3 separate regions of the Zea mays genome follow, and all the other regions are linked to region 3. A link is a contact called in public Hi-C data. All regions are on one chromosome and are shown on one strand. The core of a region is the stretch at or near the end of the contact, and the rest is flanking DNA. Distances in the headings are between cores, read along the strand shown. Region 1 holds the start of LOC100383499 (Remorin family protein). Region 2 holds the start of LOC100382162. Region 3 holds the start of LOC100283948.

Region 1 (2,866 bases), core at 155-2,654, 270 kb before region 3:
TATGACCTCCTATATCTTCCTTGCTTGGTTTTGATGAGAGTTCTAAACTAAGAGTCCCTAGTTCACATTTATGTCTGCCTTTAGAAGATTTCTGATCCTGAGGTCTGGAATCAATTCTATTCCAAGCCTTGTTTATGTTGCTCTACACCTCTCTTTCATAGTATAAGAGAAGGGAGAGGATTACATATCGGTTGGACTATGGTTCCCTGTTAGCTACAATCCAACAATCCTAATCTTATCCTGGTCGTGGAGTCATACATAAAGCCATACCTTAAGTCATGCCACATTATTGAAGATGTCATCCTATAGTGGCAAACATATCTGTCGCAGGGGCAGGTATGTTATGTCAATTAATGGTAATAAAGTCCACATTGTTATGGCATAGTTGGTAATTAATTTAGTATTTTGTACTTTATAATATTTTCCTGTTACACTAGCGTGCCAACATGTGGCTGTAGGATTGATGGCACATATTGAATATGATCTTGACTACACTTACTGCTTAAGTCTTGGCAAGAGTGTATCTATCAGACCATACATCACATTTAATGTGGTGTATGAAAACCTTAATTATCCGAAGTACCATGAGACCATCCTAAGTAGAACTTGAACATGAGATCGTGCTCTTGGGGCATCAATGCCCATAGCAAGGAGCCAACTATATTCCTTTAACTTGTGAATGCCTCCACTCCATACTTAGTCAATGTAGGAGCTCCTATCCCCCAGGCCTCGGACACCCTCGACTCCAAGGTGTGGTCATTTGAATTATCTGAGGCCAGGTATATTAGATATTTAGTTCAGCTATTAGCTATTTTTGGTAAATTAGTTAATAGTTAGATAATTATTTGTTAGCCAGCTAATTTTATTAACAATTTTTAGCTAAATAATTATTAGTTATAGTGTATTCAAACACCCTATAAGGTGGAGGGCCTCTCCTAGGTTTTTTTTTCGTGCTGTTATAGTTTGCACCAAATTGTTTATCACTGTTTTAATGGTCTGTAAGTTTAACTGCGCCTCATAATTCTTTTTCTCCCGACAAAACACGTACCATAGGAAGATCACCGTTCACGCAAAACAAAAATAAAACTTGTCCTAACTCCGAAGCAACGCAACAGGTCAAATCATCATGGCCACTGCACACCAGCAACGGCACCGGCACGGACGTGGGCGCCGCGCCGCTCCAGGTCCAGGTCCAGGCGAACCATCACAAAAAATAATCCGGAAGCTATCAGTCGAGCGCATCATCACGCGACATTCTTGATGCTCAGTTCACCTCACCTCACCGGCTCACCGCACCTTGTGTCAGTCACCCTCCTCGAGATGCCGTTCCTGCCTCCACGTCGCAGTCCGCCACAGCGACCTCTATTAAACGGCAACAACTCATGCTGCCCCCGCTGCCACACCCGCCGCTTATCATGCGCTGGCGAAGGCGATTGAGCGAGTTCAGCGGCTAATAGATTTTCAGTTTTATTTCCGGGAGAATGCGGGGTGGCGGCGGGGCTTCCTGGCTTTCGTTTCGCGGCGTGGTGGTGGAGGAAGAAGAGGCGGTGGTTTCGGCGCCGGAAAAGCCAATGCGGCGGGGGCGGCGGAGGTGGGGAGCGGAGGTGGACGACGGCTACTCGCCGAGCTCCACGGGCGGCGGCGGGAGCAGCTGCTGCGATTCCTTCGGCTGCGACTCGGTTGGTCCTGGTCTCCTGGTCCTTCTTTGCTGAGCTTCTTGCCCTCTCTTTCTGATGCTTTCAATTAGATGGCCCATGGACGAATCTACTTTTTGCTTGGTATCGAACGCTATGAGGAATGGAAACATTTTTGAGCTGGCATTCACCTTTTGGGGTGAAAAGATTGAATTTTCAGCACTTGGACGTGGTCGCAGATGGAAAAGATTTAGTTCTTCACTAGTAGCATCATGGCGCCATGCCGATCTAGGTTACCTATGGCCTGTCTCAGCGTCTCTGATCAGGTGACCGCAACCCTTTCACAGCGAGCGAATGGTACAGCAAGAATGTGTTATCAGCGAAGTAGACAAAAGTAGGAGGGTCCCAAAGTTTCTTGACTTGAGCTATAGACATCATGATCACCATCCTAGATCCTTATAGCAACAAAAAGGAGGCTGCTTTTTTTCCCCTCAGACAAGAGAAAATGAGCGCCATTGGATTCTCTTCACCTTTCTTCCTTTCTCTGAGATCTACTTTTAATCACTGAGGCTATGATGATGGTTGCCTGCAGCCTTTGGCCGGGTTCGTGCGCCCAGATGGTGACCCAGACACAGATCTGGAGACAGATGGGTTGGCCACTTCCACCTCCAGTGGTAAGCACAACTGCACAACGCTGTAACCAGCTCACACTTTGGATTCTTACTAGTGTCTCCGTCGGTCTGAGAGCAACCTGACCACCCTTTAAAACGAGCTTGTGTTGTTAAGCTTCTGCAGCCTTTACCGAGCGGCAGGACGACGAAGCGGAAGAGGCGCTGTACGGGGTGAAGGAAGAGGAGTGGGCTCAGATACAAGAACCAGCCAAGAATCCGGCATTCCGTGCCACCCCAGGTACTGTATTAATTTTGAGTCTTGCATTAGATTGGGTTGTGCGGGGTTCCTAATTTTGTATGCTTGCATGTATGTTGTTTGACAGAATGCCACAAACAGCGGTACCGGACGGATGCTGCTGTTCTTTTGCATGGTAGGAAGGGGTCGAAACAGCGGCCGGCCTCACTTGACCTCGGTAGCCCTGGGTTCCATGGAGCCACGTTTTCTCCAAGTTTCGTGATTGGTGGTGTGGGGTTGATGAACAAAGGACTTGGAGCATCAGTCATCAGGTCAGACGTGTTTCATAGTCCTGGGACGCCGAACTATCCGCGCCACCGTGCATC
Region 2 (2,816 bases), core at 232-2,731, 290 kb before region 3:
GGTCCAAATAAGAAGTTTGCTCTGTGGATTCATGTCCATCTGTTTGCTCTCTGCAGCTGTCTGTAGATTCATGTCCATGATACCATGTTTATTGTCATAGCTTGGTAGCTAAGCTCATTCTCCGCGCCCAATTAACAAATTTTATAAGCAGTTTAATGCTTTTCACAGGTAAACAAAGTTATTGACTTGATGTTTATAATTGCACCACAACATAACCAAATATCCATATCCCACATCTCTGAATGGTTTGAATTGACTGTAGTGTTTATTCCAATAACTCATCTAGGACACTCTTGGGAGTACAGACAGTAAACAATCGCCTGAGAACGGCTGCGCCGTAGCTAGGACGTCCGGTTTTGCGGCGAGCTGCTAGACCTTGCTGTGCCCTGAGGAGGTCATCACTGGTCCGCAAGGAAAGCAACCACTCGATCCATGACCTCAACCGCCTTGTGGCTGCCGGGGTTGAGGACGAAGAAACCGTGGTCCTCACCTTCCGTCTCGAACCACTCCACCTTCCCGCGCCACCCGCTGGCCCGTACGGCCTCGCAGTATCCGGGCCCCCTCGGCGCCCTCGGGTCCAAAGACGCCGTGCAGACGAGCAGCCTTTCACCCACTAGCTTCTCCAGGCTCGGCGCGCCGTCCGCCATCGGGTTAATCCTTGGATCGTCCGCCCCGCCGGTCGCGCCCGGGAAGATGACCGCCCACCTGCTATTGTTAGATCGCCAGAACTCCTCTTCTTCTACATCCATCTTCTGTTCGCCGGAAAAGGAAGGGTGGAGCAGGATCACGCCTTCTATGCGCGGTGGTTCAGCGGCCGGCAAGCCGCTCACGCCCACAGAGATGGCCATGTTGTGGGCAATGTTACCGCCGGCGCTGATGCCGACCAGGAAGACGCGGCCGAGGTCGCCGTGGTCGGACAGCCACTGGTCCGCGCCGGAGACCGCCCACTTGAGCGCGGCCCAGGAGTCGTCGTAGGCTGCCGGGAGCGGGTGCTCTGGCGCGAGGCGGTAGTCGGCGGAGACAGCGACGACGCGTGCTCTGGCGACCAGCGAGTTGACATAGCGATGGTACATAGGCTCGCGGGCTGAGCCGACGATGAAGTAGCCGCCATGGAAGAAGACGACGACTGGGAGCTTCGTCGTGGCTCCCTGGACTGGTGGTAGGTAGAGCCGCACGGTGGCGCCGGTGGCGACGTCGATGACGACGTCTTTGGATGCCACGCCCGTGTCCGCGTCGAAGCCGGCGGGCACGGTTTCCATGCGTTGGGCCGCACGCTCGACTTGGCCGTCCATGTAGAGTTTGAAGGAGCTGCAATCGAAGGCGATCACTCTGCTGCTGGAATCCATTGCCCTTGCCCGGCACGTGTAGCAAGCTGCGGCGGCGTGCACTGGAGTGGCTGCACAGGAAGAAAGGCTATCCTTGTTCCAATCTTCTGCACCTGCAGGCGGTAGAGTATTTGATGAGAACCCTCACTCTTTCTCATGATGTGACTAGCTTTGTCGTTGGAATCATTTCTCACGTCACGGCTGGGCTCCAAGAAATTGGCCAGCGCAGGCGCAGCACATACTTTACCAACAATTGGAGGTCCTGTCCAGACTGTCCAGTGCTCCGTCATTCGGTCGCTCGGCGATGCCGATGGCCAGGTGGGTCACGTGATCCATGAGATGTGCGACCAGCTTTTGCTTGGCCTTGCTTAGCCAGGCGAGGCTTGACTTGCCCAGTGAGAAGAGCCAATTCGGTTCTCCCGGATTAGCGATGAAAATCTCCTTTGCATGAAATTTATTTAAATTTCGGGCTATAAGAATTGTTACCCGAAATCACATCGGGTTTCATACAACTCGAAAAATCGGGTACCGAAAAATCGGATTCGGATATCGGGTATTCCCGAAGTACCCGAAAATTCTTCCAATCATGCAGTTGGCCCAAATAATACGTCGATTGAGCAAGTGCTGGAGAAAACCTTCGATGATTATTTGTCTTGTAAGAATGTGTTTTTCCCTCATAATAATGGCAGTCTATATAACGACAGAAAGTGTTTCTCTACATGAATGCTTTCTTGATAAGAAATGACAAATCTGTTTCTCAGCAACTTTATTCGTATATATACTATTGGGTAAAACACATCATGAGCGAGAACAATAAAAAACTCACGGGCGTCGGGTGGATGCTGGCTTCGGCGGTTCAGTTGGATAAAACAGCAAAGACAAACATAATACATAAACAGGCTAACGGGCCGTGGGGCACTGCCGCGGTGCCGCCCGTACTGGGCTGAACCGTTGAGGTTTGGGAAGTTCGGGTACCCAAATTAACCAAAATGACTTCGGTTTTTTATAGCTAGTATCCAAATTTCCCAAATAAATATCGGATTCTGGGTAATTCGGGTTCGAGTTCGGTTATCGGGTTACATTTTTTTTGCCCAGCCCTATTTGTAGCGGATGCAAATAGACCTGCAAAAATGAAGGCGAAATGAATGAGGGGAGGCGAAGACACTTTTAGCAACCAACCTGTCGGCGTTTCGACCCCATGGGGTCCCTGGACCGACGAGTAAATTGCCGCTGCGTGTCCCAGCCCAGATGGGTCGGCGCGAGACGGAACACAAAGGGGGGAAAACAGCAAGGGGAAACCGCGGCCTTCGTGTTGTCCTGCGCCCAGGACGGATGCGCTTGCAGTAGGGGGTTACAAGCGTTCGCGAGGGAGAGAGAGAGACTGTCCGCCAGCCCGTTCTCCCGCGCGGCCACCCTCTCGTACGGGAGCCCTGGGCCTTCCTTTTATAGACGTAAGGAGAGGGCCCAGGTGTACAATGGGGGGTGTAGCAA
Region 3 (2,949 bases), core at 88-2,587:
TGAGGGTTCAAAGACCATTACTACTAAGTAATTTGAGTTAAGAGAAAGTTAATTGCGCACTAGTAGTTAAAGACAGCTAGATGAAATTAGACATCAAGTCCGCCTAGTATAAATACAGTAGTACAATCCGCGTCGTCAGTGTGACGGCATGGTCGACGCGCCGGCCGGGGCTGCGTGTGCGTGTCAAGCTCGGCCCGGCCGATGATTTCACTTTCCCGGCGCCGTTTCGTGTGCCGATCGACGAAAAAGTCCAAGCTTTAATGATCGTGGTAGCCAGCCATCTTGTTCGCACCTACCTCGAATCTGTTTTTGTTTTGGCACGGAGAAGAAATGAAATCAACGGCTGATGAAAGTAACTACTAGAAGTTAGTGATAAGTTACGATAATTCAAAGTAGCTAGTACGTCAGCTTATTATTCGATCTGACTGCAAGCATCATCGATATCGACGGCTTGCACACACGGTAGCTAGTTTCCTTTTTTTTTTCACTTTTCGTTTTCAAAGTCCAAGAGTTTTAAATTTGCCGCAGCGAAGTTTGGCTGGCGCGGCTGTTGCGCGTACGTGTAGGGAAAGGGAAGGGATCAGTCATCAGTGAGAGCACTCACGCGCAGGCGGGCGCGGCTTCTTCGGGGTCCGCGGAAGCGAGATGTGGACAAATCGGGGGTGTGCCGCACCGCAGTGGAGTGCGACGAGCGCTCCGAGCACAAGTCCGCGCTCGCGCGCGCATTTTCCACGCGCCTTTGGGTGGTTTACTTTCTCTCCCGGCGACGGCGAGGCAGGCGCCCGCCAGCGTCACAGGTGGTGACGAGGCATTCCGGTGCCGAGGAGGATCCAAAGGACAGTCGGTTCGTCCTGGCGCGGTCGAGACGGGCCGGGCCCTCCTCCCTCCTGTGCGTGGGAGCCAGCCAGCCAGCCAGGAGCGGCGGGCCCCGCTTGGGCGAGCGACGAATTTTCGGGCGCTTTGACTCGGCTCGGCTCACGGCTCCTGGATATTGGACGACAAAGCGGTGGAAGCTTCTTATTTGGACCGGCCGCGGGCCGGCTGCAAGGAAGAGCGGCTGAAAGGGGTGGGCGAGCTGACTGCTGAGCATACGTACCCGCGCGAAGAAGCAGACGGAGGTCATCACGCTACCCGCGCGTGGCCAGTACCAGACAGACTCCTACCTACACTCAGAAAGCAAGAAGCCCAACGCCGAAAGCAACCACCGCGCTGGTCTCTCGCCTGTGCCGCCCTCGATCGCGCGTGAAGAGAAGCCCCTCACTTCCGTCCTCCTCCTGTCCTGTCCAGCTACCCCGGCCCCGACCCCGATAAAGCCCGCCCTTTAAATCGGCGGATCGAGGCGATGAGCGCCTCTCGCGACGCCAGGGCGGAGAGCTAGCCGGCCGGGAGCCCACACGCAGCTGGAAGCACCAGACCGATCGTGCCGGCCGAGCGGCGGCGCAGGCGCAGGCGCTTACATGGGAGTAGAGGCGGGCGGGTGCGGGCGGAGGGCGGTCGTCACCGGGTTCTACGTCTGGGGCTGGGAGTTCCTCACCGCCCTCCTTCTCTTCTCGGCCGCCGTCGCCGCCGCAGACTCCTACTAGCAAGCTACCAACCTTCTTTCTTTCATTCCCTTAGGTAGCTCAGCCGTACACACAACAACACACAAGTCATCAGTTACTAGCTAGTTAGTAGCCTATACAACACATACATACATACAAAGGTGAGTGAGGTTCGCGTGCAAGCAGAGCCAATCGTGCCGATCGAGCTATATACATAGCCGGCGGCGAGGGATGGGAGAAGCGGCCGCGGCCGTGGCGGCGTCGAAGAGGGGCGGCGGGCCGGCGCCGTTCCTGACCAAGACGCACCAGATGGTGGAGGAGCGGGGCACGGACGAGGTGATCTCGTGGGCGGAGCAGGGCCGCTCCTTCGTGGTGTGGAAGCCCGTGGAGCTGGCGCGCGACCTCCTCCCGCTCCACTTCAAGCACTGCAACTTCTCCTCCTTCGTCCGCCAGCTCAACACCTACGTGAGTACACTACGCCGCCGCTCCGGCCATCATCTCTTCTACTACGATCGATGCAATATATCACCTGTCGTCGTCGTTTAGTGATTGCAAAACACATACACTTGGTTTCCGTATTAAATTAATCAGCTAGCTAGCTAGATGATCGTTCTCTGCTCTATGATCTGTTAGTTCTGAAGCATGTTGTTGTTTTCGTCTGTGCTCGATAAATTAAGCTATGTTATGTGGTCGACGAGCGAGCCTTCCAGGCAGCTACCGTACCGTCTTCCAAGGAGTATATGCGTGTGAGCGTGTCACGGTTCGTAGGAAGGAGTGCGTCAGTCATGACACATCTCTACCACCCTTTAATTCCTTTCCCACGCAAAGCATGCTTGTCGTTTCAGAGCTAGCTGAAGAGGAATGACCTGCGATAACACTTGAAGATTAGGGTGCCGGTGCGGGTCTGAAATTACACCTGTGGGTACGATCGTGATTTAGATAGACGACTTCACGGATGTGATTACAGGAGTTTTTTTTTTTCTCTACCTGATCTAAGGCCCTGTTTGGGAACACAGTTTTTTCAAACTGCAGTTTTTCAAATACTAAAGTATACTTTAGTCATGACATTACTACAGTTTACAATGCTTCAGTTTTCGAATACAACAGTATTCAATACATCAAGGTGTTTGGGAAAAACTTTGGTTGAGACCAATCAGCCAGAGCGGGACCAAGCTGGCACTCTCTTTACAGAGAAAAACTTTGGCTGAGACCAAAGTTTCCAAAACTGCAAAACAAGTGCAGTATTTGCAATACTACAGTTTAGTATACAGAGATTTCAGATGAGTTTCCAAACACCTCAAAGTATATAATACCACAGTATTGCTCAATACTACAGTATTGCTTCAATACTGCAGAAAAACTTTGTTCCCAAACACCCCCTAAACTGCCATCTCTAACTACTATATAT

What was found. A called contact is a pair of places that touch in the nucleus more often than the background predicts.
Region 1: a Hi-C map of tassel shows a contact between it and region 3, with 2.8 times the contacts expected there. The contact joins the promoter of LOC100383499 here to the promoter of LOC100283948 in region 3. A contact is called at or near these places in 3 of 25 Hi-C or Micro-C datasets (bundle sheath, endosperm and tassel).
Region 2: a contact with region 3 is called in a Hi-C map of endosperm, with 4 times the contacts expected there. The contact joins the promoter of LOC100382162 here to the promoter of LOC100283948 in region 3. A contact is called at or near these places in 2 of 25 Hi-C or Micro-C datasets (endosperm and tassel).

What each region holds. Positions count from the first base shown.
Region 1 is chr7:130,904,262-130,907,127 of Zm-B73-REFERENCE-NAM-5.0, forward strand. It overlaps LOC100383499 (Remorin family protein), which reads left to right and starts at 1,405. Exons shown (of 8, transcript NM_001176147.1): 1 at 1,405-1,679; 2 at 2,227-2,308; 3 at 2,430-2,543; 4 at 2,629-2,866. The coding sequence starts at 1,482.
Region 2 is chr7:130,884,147-130,886,962 of Zm-B73-REFERENCE-NAM-5.0, forward strand. It overlaps LOC100382162, which reads right to left and starts at 1,482. Exons shown (of 1, transcript NM_001365473.1): 1 at 164-1,482. The coding sequence starts at 1,346. The coding sequence ends at 399.
Region 3 is chr7:131,177,860-131,180,808 of Zm-B73-REFERENCE-NAM-5.0, forward strand. LOC100283948 reads left to right here and starts at 1,338. Exons shown (of 2, transcript NM_001371965.1): 1 at 1,338-2,006. The coding sequence starts at 1,773.